Linked DNA regions of Mus musculus: region 1 is linked to region 2. Evidence: chromatin contacts called from public Hi-C data. All regions are on one chromosome and are shown on one strand. The core of a region is the stretch at or near the end of the contact, and the rest is flanking DNA. Distances in the headings are between cores, read along the strand shown. Region 1 holds the start of Pim3 (proviral integration site 3). Region 2 holds the start of Mafa (v-maf musculoaponeurotic fibrosarcoma oncogene family, protein A (avian)).

Region 1 (3,938 bases), core at 841-3,340, about 13 Mb before region 2:
GGATATATACACACTGGGGGGTGAACACACTGAACAACGGGCCTTCATTAGCTCTCAGCCAGCCTCCATGGGGCCTCTGAGAATCTTGCTTGTCATCACCCTGGAAAAACCCCAACACAGCTGCAGGCGGGACTCAGGAAAGGAGGGACATGGAGGGCAGGGGAGGAACAGGAGTGAAGGGGAGGTGAAGGCCCACCCCTAACAGGCCCCAAGGCAGGAGCGCGTCACATGAGCTCCGGCTCCAGTTTCACAACAAACAGATACAACGTAAGCCACTGGGAACCAGGCCTGGTGTTCTAGCTCCTCCCGCCCCGGCTCGCCTTGCTCAGCTCTGCAAGGCTCGGAAAGGGGAGGAGAGGAGCTTAGAAAGAGGAGGGGCGGGAGAGATGGGAGGAGGGAGGAGAGGAGTGGGGGAGCCCCGGCTTCCCCGCGCTCCGCAATGCGGGGATTTCTACTGCGGCGCCCCCGCGCTCCGCACGCACGCACGCACGCAAGGGAGGCCCGCGAGCGCCCTCCCCGGCACAGGGAGGGGCCACGGCGCCGAGGCGGCTGGCGGGGGCCCTGCGTCACGCGCGTATCGCGGGTCTCCCTGGCTGCCACCCACCGTCCCCAGACCCTGCGCCCTCACACCGCAGAGGGCTACCCCGGTGTCCCCAGTCCCCCCCACCCCTCCCGTAAGCCAGGCGTGGCGCGTGGCCGCCTAACAGTCGCCGGAACGCCGCACCACCTGCTCACCATCAAAGTCAGTGTAGACCGTGTCCTTGAGCACCGCGCCCGAGCCGAAGTCGATGAGCTTCAGCTCTCCCGAGCGCAGGTCCACCAGCAGGTTCTCGTCCTTGATGTCGCGGTGCACGACCCCACAATTGTGGCAGTGCCGCACAGCGGCAAGCACCTGCGCGAAGAAGCGACGCGCCAGCGGCTCGTCCAGGGCGCCTCGTTCAGTGATGAAGTCGAAGAGGTCCTGTGCCGGCTCGGGTCGCTCCAGCACCAACAAGAAGCCGTCGGGCCGCTCGAACCAGTCCAGCAAGCGGATGACGCCGCGCGCGCCGCCCGCCGCGCCCACCTTGCGCAGCAGCACCACCTCCAGGGGCACGGCCACTCCGCCCTGGGGGACAAGGCGGTCATCGGACAAAGCCAAGGCAACCCACACCCGCATGCCCCGCACCCGCACGCCCCGCACCCGCATACTTACGAGACTGCCCCACTCGGTCACCCGCTCCTTCACCACGTGCTTCACAGCCACCTGCGGGGAAAAGAGGGGGCGACACGCGAGCGGTCAGACGGGCGGCCGAGCGTGGCGATCGTCCACGCGGGTGCGCCCGGAGCCACGACTCACCGGGAGTCCGTCGGCGATGCGGCTGCCCGCGTAGACCGTGCCGAAGCCGCCGCTGCCCAGCACGGCGCCCACCTGGTACACCTTCTCGAAGCTCTCCTTGTCAGCCTTGGCTGTGGGACAAACAATCGGGTTGATGATGACCCAAAGCCACCCCCCGGCCCCCGCCCAGGCCCCCTCCCTGGTCCCCACACATACCTGGCTGTAGGATCTTCACTGGGAGGTGGTCCACGCCGCCAGGCCCGCAGAGGTGCGCCAGGGAGCCGAACTTGGACAGCAGCATCGCGGGTGGCCTCGCGTGCGGTGCCGCCTCTGACCCGTCCGGCAAGGACGCGGGAGGGCGGTCTTCCTGACCGCAGACAGCGCGGCGGATCCCACGGCCCCGAGGCCGAGCGCTCAGCGGGGCAGCCGCGCGGCGCAGTTGCCCGGTGGCCGCGCGAAAGCGCGTAGACGGCAGCTGGCCGAGCAGCTCACACGCCCCGGCCGCCTCGCCCCGGGGTTTTGGACCACGGAGATGTGTATCCTTCCGCGGAGGCGGGGCCGCCTGAAGCTCCGCCTCCTTCCGCCCGAGGCTCGCTTTGCGGTGTGGCTGTTTTGAGTCTCGCAGGGCGGTGCTGGGGAAGCCGGACGCTCCCTGTCGTTTCACCAAGGGCTGGTGGCGCGCGGGGACGACGACCCGTCCGGACTAGCTTGCCGTAGTAGAGTCGCGGAGGTGCACGGCGTTCCGCGGCTTTCACGGCGCTCTCACCCGCCCTGCGCACGCGCAGCTCGCGCGCGGGCGGCGGCCCCCTTATGTCTCCGGCAGCGCGGGCGGGGCCGCATAAGCCAATGAAAATCGAGGTTTTGAAAGGACACGGGGACTCAGCCAATGGCAGCGTAGGGCGGGGCCTTCCGAGCCTCGCCCCCCAGGCCGCGCTGAGGAAGGTCACTCTCCGGCTCCGCGAGTTACGCGTGTTGTTCCCTCGTTCTTCGTGGGCGTTTGTGGCTGGGGGTGTGCGAGGAGTCGGCCCCCTCTGAGAAGCGGAAGTCCGGGAGGACAGTCGTGCGGCCCTGAGGCCTACGCTGACACTAGCTCTGTGTGCGTCACCCGCTGCTCGCGCGCCACGATGCGCACGTGGCTGGGCGACAGAGAAAGCATTGCCCTCAGACCTCTCAACCCAGCCTCAGCTCCCTGGAGCACACCTTGAGTGTTCGCCCATCAGCTAGGCTCAGATCTCATGCTCCTAGCTGGGTACTTATGAGAGCCTCCTAAACCCTAGATCCTCCCTCCTGGGAACTTGTCCCTCTGCTCTAAGGCCATCTGACAAAGTGTCCCTTTAGCTGCTCACAACTACCAAAGGTCCTTTGTTGATGACTATTATGCCCATAGTTCCGTCCTGAGCAGCTCAAGTAGACACAGCCTACAGCAGTCTCCCTGTGTCCTTTTTACCTATACCTTAAGACACCAGTGAAATTAGACTCAACTGTTGTTGACCCCTGGCTAAGTCACTGACCCAAGAGCAACCCAGGACTTGGAGTTGTCATCTGTCATAGCTGGGTGAGAATGAGTTGAGAGCCATTGCTCCCTGGACTTCAGTTTGATGTCTAAACGATTCAACTGTCGTTCCTGAACTGCTACTACTTGGGGGATCTGGAGCCTGGCTTCCCACTGGCTTATCCATGTTCCTCCACTAACACCGCAATCCACACTTTCTCTCTCTGGAACCTTTCTGAGGCGCCTACTGCCTTGACACTATTTGGGGCCCACCTGGTTTCCTCACCCCCTTTCTGTCTTTGTGGCCTAGACCCTCAACAGTCTGGACACACTCAGGCCCTCGGAATAGGTCTCAGGTTCTTGGAGCTCTGTCTGGCTGTCTCCTAACATGCTTTCCAGGAGCTGACCACATCTGCCAAGAACAAAGCTTTCCATACCAGCTATCAGCAGGGTTTACAGGGTACCTGCTCAGGTGTGGGGGAGGGGCGGGGGTTGTCTGCCTGTGGGTGCTTTCAAAGGACCAGCTAAGAACCCAACAGGGCCTGTGCTCCTCCTGGCCAGGACAATCTGGTTGTATTGGACCCCAGTCTTTCGGGAGAGGGAGGGAGGGATCCTTGAGAACTGTCTAGGTGGGTAGTAAATTCAATGGTGAAGAATGGCTGGGGTTCCCTGGTGTCTCCCTAGAGACCCTCACCCAGCATGTGACCAGGCTGGCCTCAAACCCATAGAGATCCTCCTGCCTCTGCCTCCCCAGTTCTGGGATTAAAAGTGTGTACCAGCACCAACCGGCTCCCAAGTGATTTTCTTTTCTTTTTTTTTTTCTCTCCTGTTTGTTTGTTTTTTAAGACAGGGTTTCTTTGTGTTGTCCTGGAACTTGCTCTGTAGACCAGGCTGACCTTGAACTCAGTGATCCACCAGCCTTTCCCTCCTTAGTGCTGGGATTAAAGATGTGTTCCACCACCACCTGGTTCCCAAGTGAATTTCTAAGCGGGTTCATTCCAGATCATCCTGGCCTTCACCCTGGCTAGTTCCTCTTGTAGTTGGCCTTGGGAGACCAGGACCAGAAAGGACCCCCCTATCCTTGGTCCCTAAACTTCTGAGGGGTGCTCCTGACACCTCGAATCTTCCCAT
Region 2 (4,532 bases), core at 1,771-4,270:
CACAGCACAGTTCTTTCTGATGGCTGATGTTCTACTGCCATGGAAGCTAGATCAGCTTTGCCTGTGACTCGTGCCCTGTACAATGACCACACCCAGCTGGTGCCATCCAGTAGTTTTGTTGGAGCTACTGAGCTGAGTATCTGGTACACTGAGCCCAAAGCAAGCCAATAGCAAGCAGCAGCATTGGGTAGTCTCTCGGGAGGTAGGTGGTACTGGTTGTTGGGGGGGGTGGCATGATGGGCACCCCAATGTCTCCATCACTTCTCACAGCCCAGTTCTCCGCTCCCCAGAGCCCTTGGGAAATCCCTGAGCCACACATGGCCTCTCAGGCTCCTCAACATCCCCTTGATCCAGCTGCTCTGCCACTCTGCCAAGCAGTCCCTACCAGTCCAGGCTCCTCCACCCCCCCCCCCCGCCCTGCTTTCAGGGATCACCCTTCCCTCCCCTCACTCACTTCTGAGGCTCCCCTGTCTCTTCTGCTCGCCCCACTCTTCACTCAGCCAACCCAGCAGCTATCAGCCAACAGCAAGTCGGCAACTGTCCTGGAGTCTAAAAAATACCCTGTCCTAGATGAACCACAGCTCACTGCAGCCTGGGAAATGTCACCAGAAGCCCCTGTTGGGCCCTGCCTATGTTCCTGACCGGATACCCTGAAACAGTTGAGGGAACGTGTTCTTTTTGAGGTGCTAAGTTTGTGATGGCATACGCCGGGAGGGAATCAAAATATCTTTTCTTTTTCTGCCTTTCTTTTCTTTTCTTTTCTTTTCTTTTCTTTTCTTTTCTTTTCTCTTCTCTTCTCTTCTCTTCTTTTGTTTTCTTTTCTTCTTTTGTTTTCTTTTCTTCTTTTCTTTTCTTTCCTTTCCTCTTCTCTTCTCTTCTCTTCTTTTCTTATCTTTTCTTTTCTTTTTATCTTCGAGATGGGTTTCTCTGTGTAGCCCTGGCTGTCTTGGAGCTCGCTCTGTAGATCAGGCTGGCCTTGAACTCAGAAATCTGCATGCCCCTGTTTCCCAAGTACTGGGATTAAAGGTATATGCCACCACACCCACACCAGGAGTGGAGTCCAGAGAAGGCAGACTGCCCAATCTCATCATCTCACTCTGTACCCTTTTTAGTAAGCCCAAGGCCACATGGGATGCTGTGCCCAGACATGTAGCTCATCCTTAAGTCCCAGAGCTTCTGGGGCTCAGGCTGAGTGTCCTAGTCTAATGCCTTTGCCAGGCTACAGGAGACATAGAGAACTGAAACACTGGCTCTCCTGGTGAGACCTCGTGCTCTAACTCAAAGGCTCCCCTTTGGCCACAGGTGGATCTGATATAGGTTACCTTGGACAAGGCCAGTTGCTTTTCACGGCCTCCTTTCCTCATCCGTAGAATGGGCATGATTACACTGATGGCTGTGGCTACCACCTCAGCACTGTAGAGTCCCAAAGATAGACATTCCAATGGCTCCCCGAAGTCTCCTTTGGAACAGGCTGAGGGGAGAGTTTTGTAGGGGTTTCCTCATGCTTTTTTTGTTTGTTTGTTTGTTTCTGAAGACCAAGCCTGCACAGATGAATATGAAGGTGAGGAGTGTCTGGACACTGAGGGAAGGAGCTGGGAGCTATTTGCTCCTAGCTGCCAGGCATCCCCTGTGAAATAGCAGGCACCTGTAGAGGGAGTAGGCAAAGCCCTTGGCACCATGACATCCTGGATAGGTATCCTGTGAATACCCTTTCAAACTTTTTCCACCTTGTGCACAAATGGTTTATATTTAAGAATCGATTGATTGATTGATTGATTGATTGACTGATTGATTGATTTTTAGTTTTTCGAGGCAAGATTTCTCTGTGCAGACTTGGCTGTCCTGGGACTTGCTCTGTAGACCAGGCTGGCCTTGAACTCCCAGAAATCTTCCTGTCTTGGGAGAGCTGGGGCTAAAGGCCTGCACCACCATTGCCCGTCTATTATTTTTAATAGTCAACGGCATATAAGATTATAGATAACAGAGAGGAGAAAACCGCACTCTGGGTCACATCCAGCTGTTGTTCGTGAATGCACGCCCTTTCTATCTTCGGTTGGGATCTGGAATTCTGGAGGAGGGAGGGGAGGGGAGGGTGTCACAGAACTCACATCTTGTCACCCACCCTCCCTGTTGTCCTTGTGGCTTTCTTTTGCTCGGAAGCGGCCTCCTACTAGGTGTGTAGAGACATTCAGCAAGTGTGACGGTGGCAATCTGCTTGCCACTTGTCACTCCAACTTGCCCCCACCCAGCAAGGCTCCTCCAAACCGCCCTGGTGGGCAGCTGGGTCTGAGATTCCTTGTGGGCATTTCTGCAGGCGTCCAGACCCATCAGCCCCATGAATTCAATTCAGAGAAATGGGTTCTCTACGCAGGGAGTACCCGAGACCTGCTCCTCTAGCCCCGTGGTGGCCACAGGCGTCTGTCCCACTCCACCTACCACAACGCTCAGAGGCCTGCGGTTCCACCGTGCATCCCGCCGCCCGAGGTGCCAGCAACTTTGTTGACTGAATTCCTGAACCCATCCCAACCACAGGATAAAAATAGCTGGCGCTCCCGGGCAGCTCGGGAGTCACCGGTGTCAGGATAGTTAGAGGTCCCCATTCTGGAGACTCCAGGCCACTTGGGCCTGGTGCGGGACACAGCCAGCTAGACCACCTAATGGATCTGAGACACCGAAGGAGTACCCTGGACGAGGGCCTCCTCAGCTTCCCTGCACTCTCTGGCTTTACGATCCTGGAACCTCAGAATCTGCCACTTGGTCTCGCGCCCTCTGCTGTGCAGTCCCATGCGGCGGCCACCAGGGGGCCCTGCCCACTCCTCTTGCCGACGGCCCTTCCCCACCCCTTCCCACAGCTGTTTCCCGCAGGAGATTGACAGCTGGGCTCCGGGTTGCCATGGGGATAGGCAAATGAGGGCGGCAGGTCTGGGGCTCCGATTGGCCCGGGGGCGTCGGCCCCCACCTGGGGAGGCGGGCCCAGAAGCGCGTCTCTATAAAGGCTTGTGCGGCTCTGCGCCGGGCCGAGGGAGGCGGGGCCGGCCGGCAGCGCGGGTGGGGCGCGGGGCGGGGCCGGGCGGGAGAGCCCGGAGCGCGGCTGAGCCCGGGGCGCGGCCTCTGCACCCTCCAGGCCAGGACCGCGGAGGAACAGAAGGAGGAGGAGGGCAGGATTGGGGGCCCTGCGCCCGCTCGTAGCGGGCCGGGGGGCCACCCGAGAGGCCTGGCCGGCGGCGTCCCCTGAGCACAGCCCAGAGTTGACAGCAGGAAACTTTTGCTGCTGCGCCCTTCGGCGGCGCGACCAGAGCCTGAGCCCACCGCGGCCCGGGGGGGAGCTAGGGGGAGAGAGGCCCGCGGCTCCCCCCACGCTCCCCCGCCGCCCGTCGGGGCGCGGCCGGGCGCGGCGGCGGGGCTGGGGCCCCGGGCGATGGCCGCGGAGCTGGCGATGGGCGCAGAGCTGCCCAGCAGCCCACTGGCCATCGAGTACGTCAACGACTTCGACCTGATGAAGTTCGAGGTGAAGAAGGAGCCGCCCGAGGCCGAGCGCTTCTGCCACCGCCTGCCGCCCGGCTCGCTGTCCTCGACGCCCCTCAGCACGCCCTGCTCCTCGGTGCCCTCTTCGCCCAGCTTCTGCGCACCCAGCCCGGGCACAGGCGGCGGCGCGGGCGGCGGGGGCAGCGCGGCTCAGGCCGGGGGCGCCCCGGGGCCGCCGAGTGGAGGCCCCGGCACTGTCGGGGGCGCCTCAGGAAAAGCGGTGCTGGAGGATCTGTACTGGATGAGCGGGTACCAGCACCACCTGAACCCCGAGGCGCTCAACCTGACGCCGGAGGACGCGGTGGAGGCGCTCATCGGCAGCGGCCACCACGGCGCGCACCACGGCGCGCATCACCCGGCGGCTGCTGCGGCCTATGAGGCCTTCCGGGGTCAGAGCTTCGCGGGCGGCGGCGGCGCGGACGACATGGGTGCCGGCCACCACCACGGCGCACACCACACTGCCCACCATCATCACTCTGCCCACCATCACCATCACCACCATCACCACCACGGAGGCTCTGGCCACCACGGCGGAGGCGCGGGTCACGGCGGAGGCGGCGCAGGCCACCACGTGCGCTTGGAGGAGCGCTTCTCCGACGACCAGCTGGTATCCATGTCCGTGCGGGAGCTGAACCGGCAGCTCCGCGGCTTCAGCAAGGAGGAGGTCATCCGACTGAAACAGAAGCGGCGCACGCTCAAGAACCGCGGCTACGCGCAGTCGTGCCGCTTCAAGCGGGTGCAGCAGCGGCACATTCTGGAGAGCGAGAAGTGCCAGCTCCAGAGCCAGGTGGAGCAGCTGAAGCTGGAGGTGGGGCGTCTGGCCAAGGAGCGGGACCTGTACAAGGAGAAATACGAGAAGTTGGCGGGCCGGGGCGGCCCCGGGGGCGCGGGCGGGGCCGGCTTCCCTCGGGAGCCCTCGCCAGCGCAGGCTGGCCCCGGGGCGGCCAAAGGCGCACCCGACTTCTTTCTGTGAGTGCCGGACCCTGGGCCTCGCCACGGCCGGGGAC

The links. A called contact is a pair of places that touch in the nucleus more often than the background predicts.
Region 1: a Hi-C map of B cells shows a contact between it and region 2, with 7 read pairs. The contact joins the promoter of Pim3 here to the promoter of Mafa in region 2.

The regions. Positions count from the first base shown.
Region 1 is chr15:88,860,346-88,864,283 of GRCm38.p6, reverse strand. It overlaps Pim3 (proviral integration site 3), which reads right to left and starts at 2,090. Exons shown (of 6, transcript NM_145478.2): 1 at 1,532-2,090; 2 at 1,337-1,446; 3 at 1,193-1,243; 4 at 736-1,105. The coding sequence starts at 1,616. It overlaps Gm33049, which reads right to left. Exons shown (of 3, transcript XM_006521646.3): 3 at 1,778-2,451. The coding sequence ends at 1,804.
Region 2 is chr15:75,746,809-75,751,340 of GRCm38.p6, reverse strand. Mafa (v-maf musculoaponeurotic fibrosarcoma oncogene family, protein A (avian)) reads left to right here and starts at 3,020. Exons shown (of 1, transcript NM_194350.2): 1 at 3,020-4,532. The coding sequence starts at 3,419. The coding sequence ends at 4,498.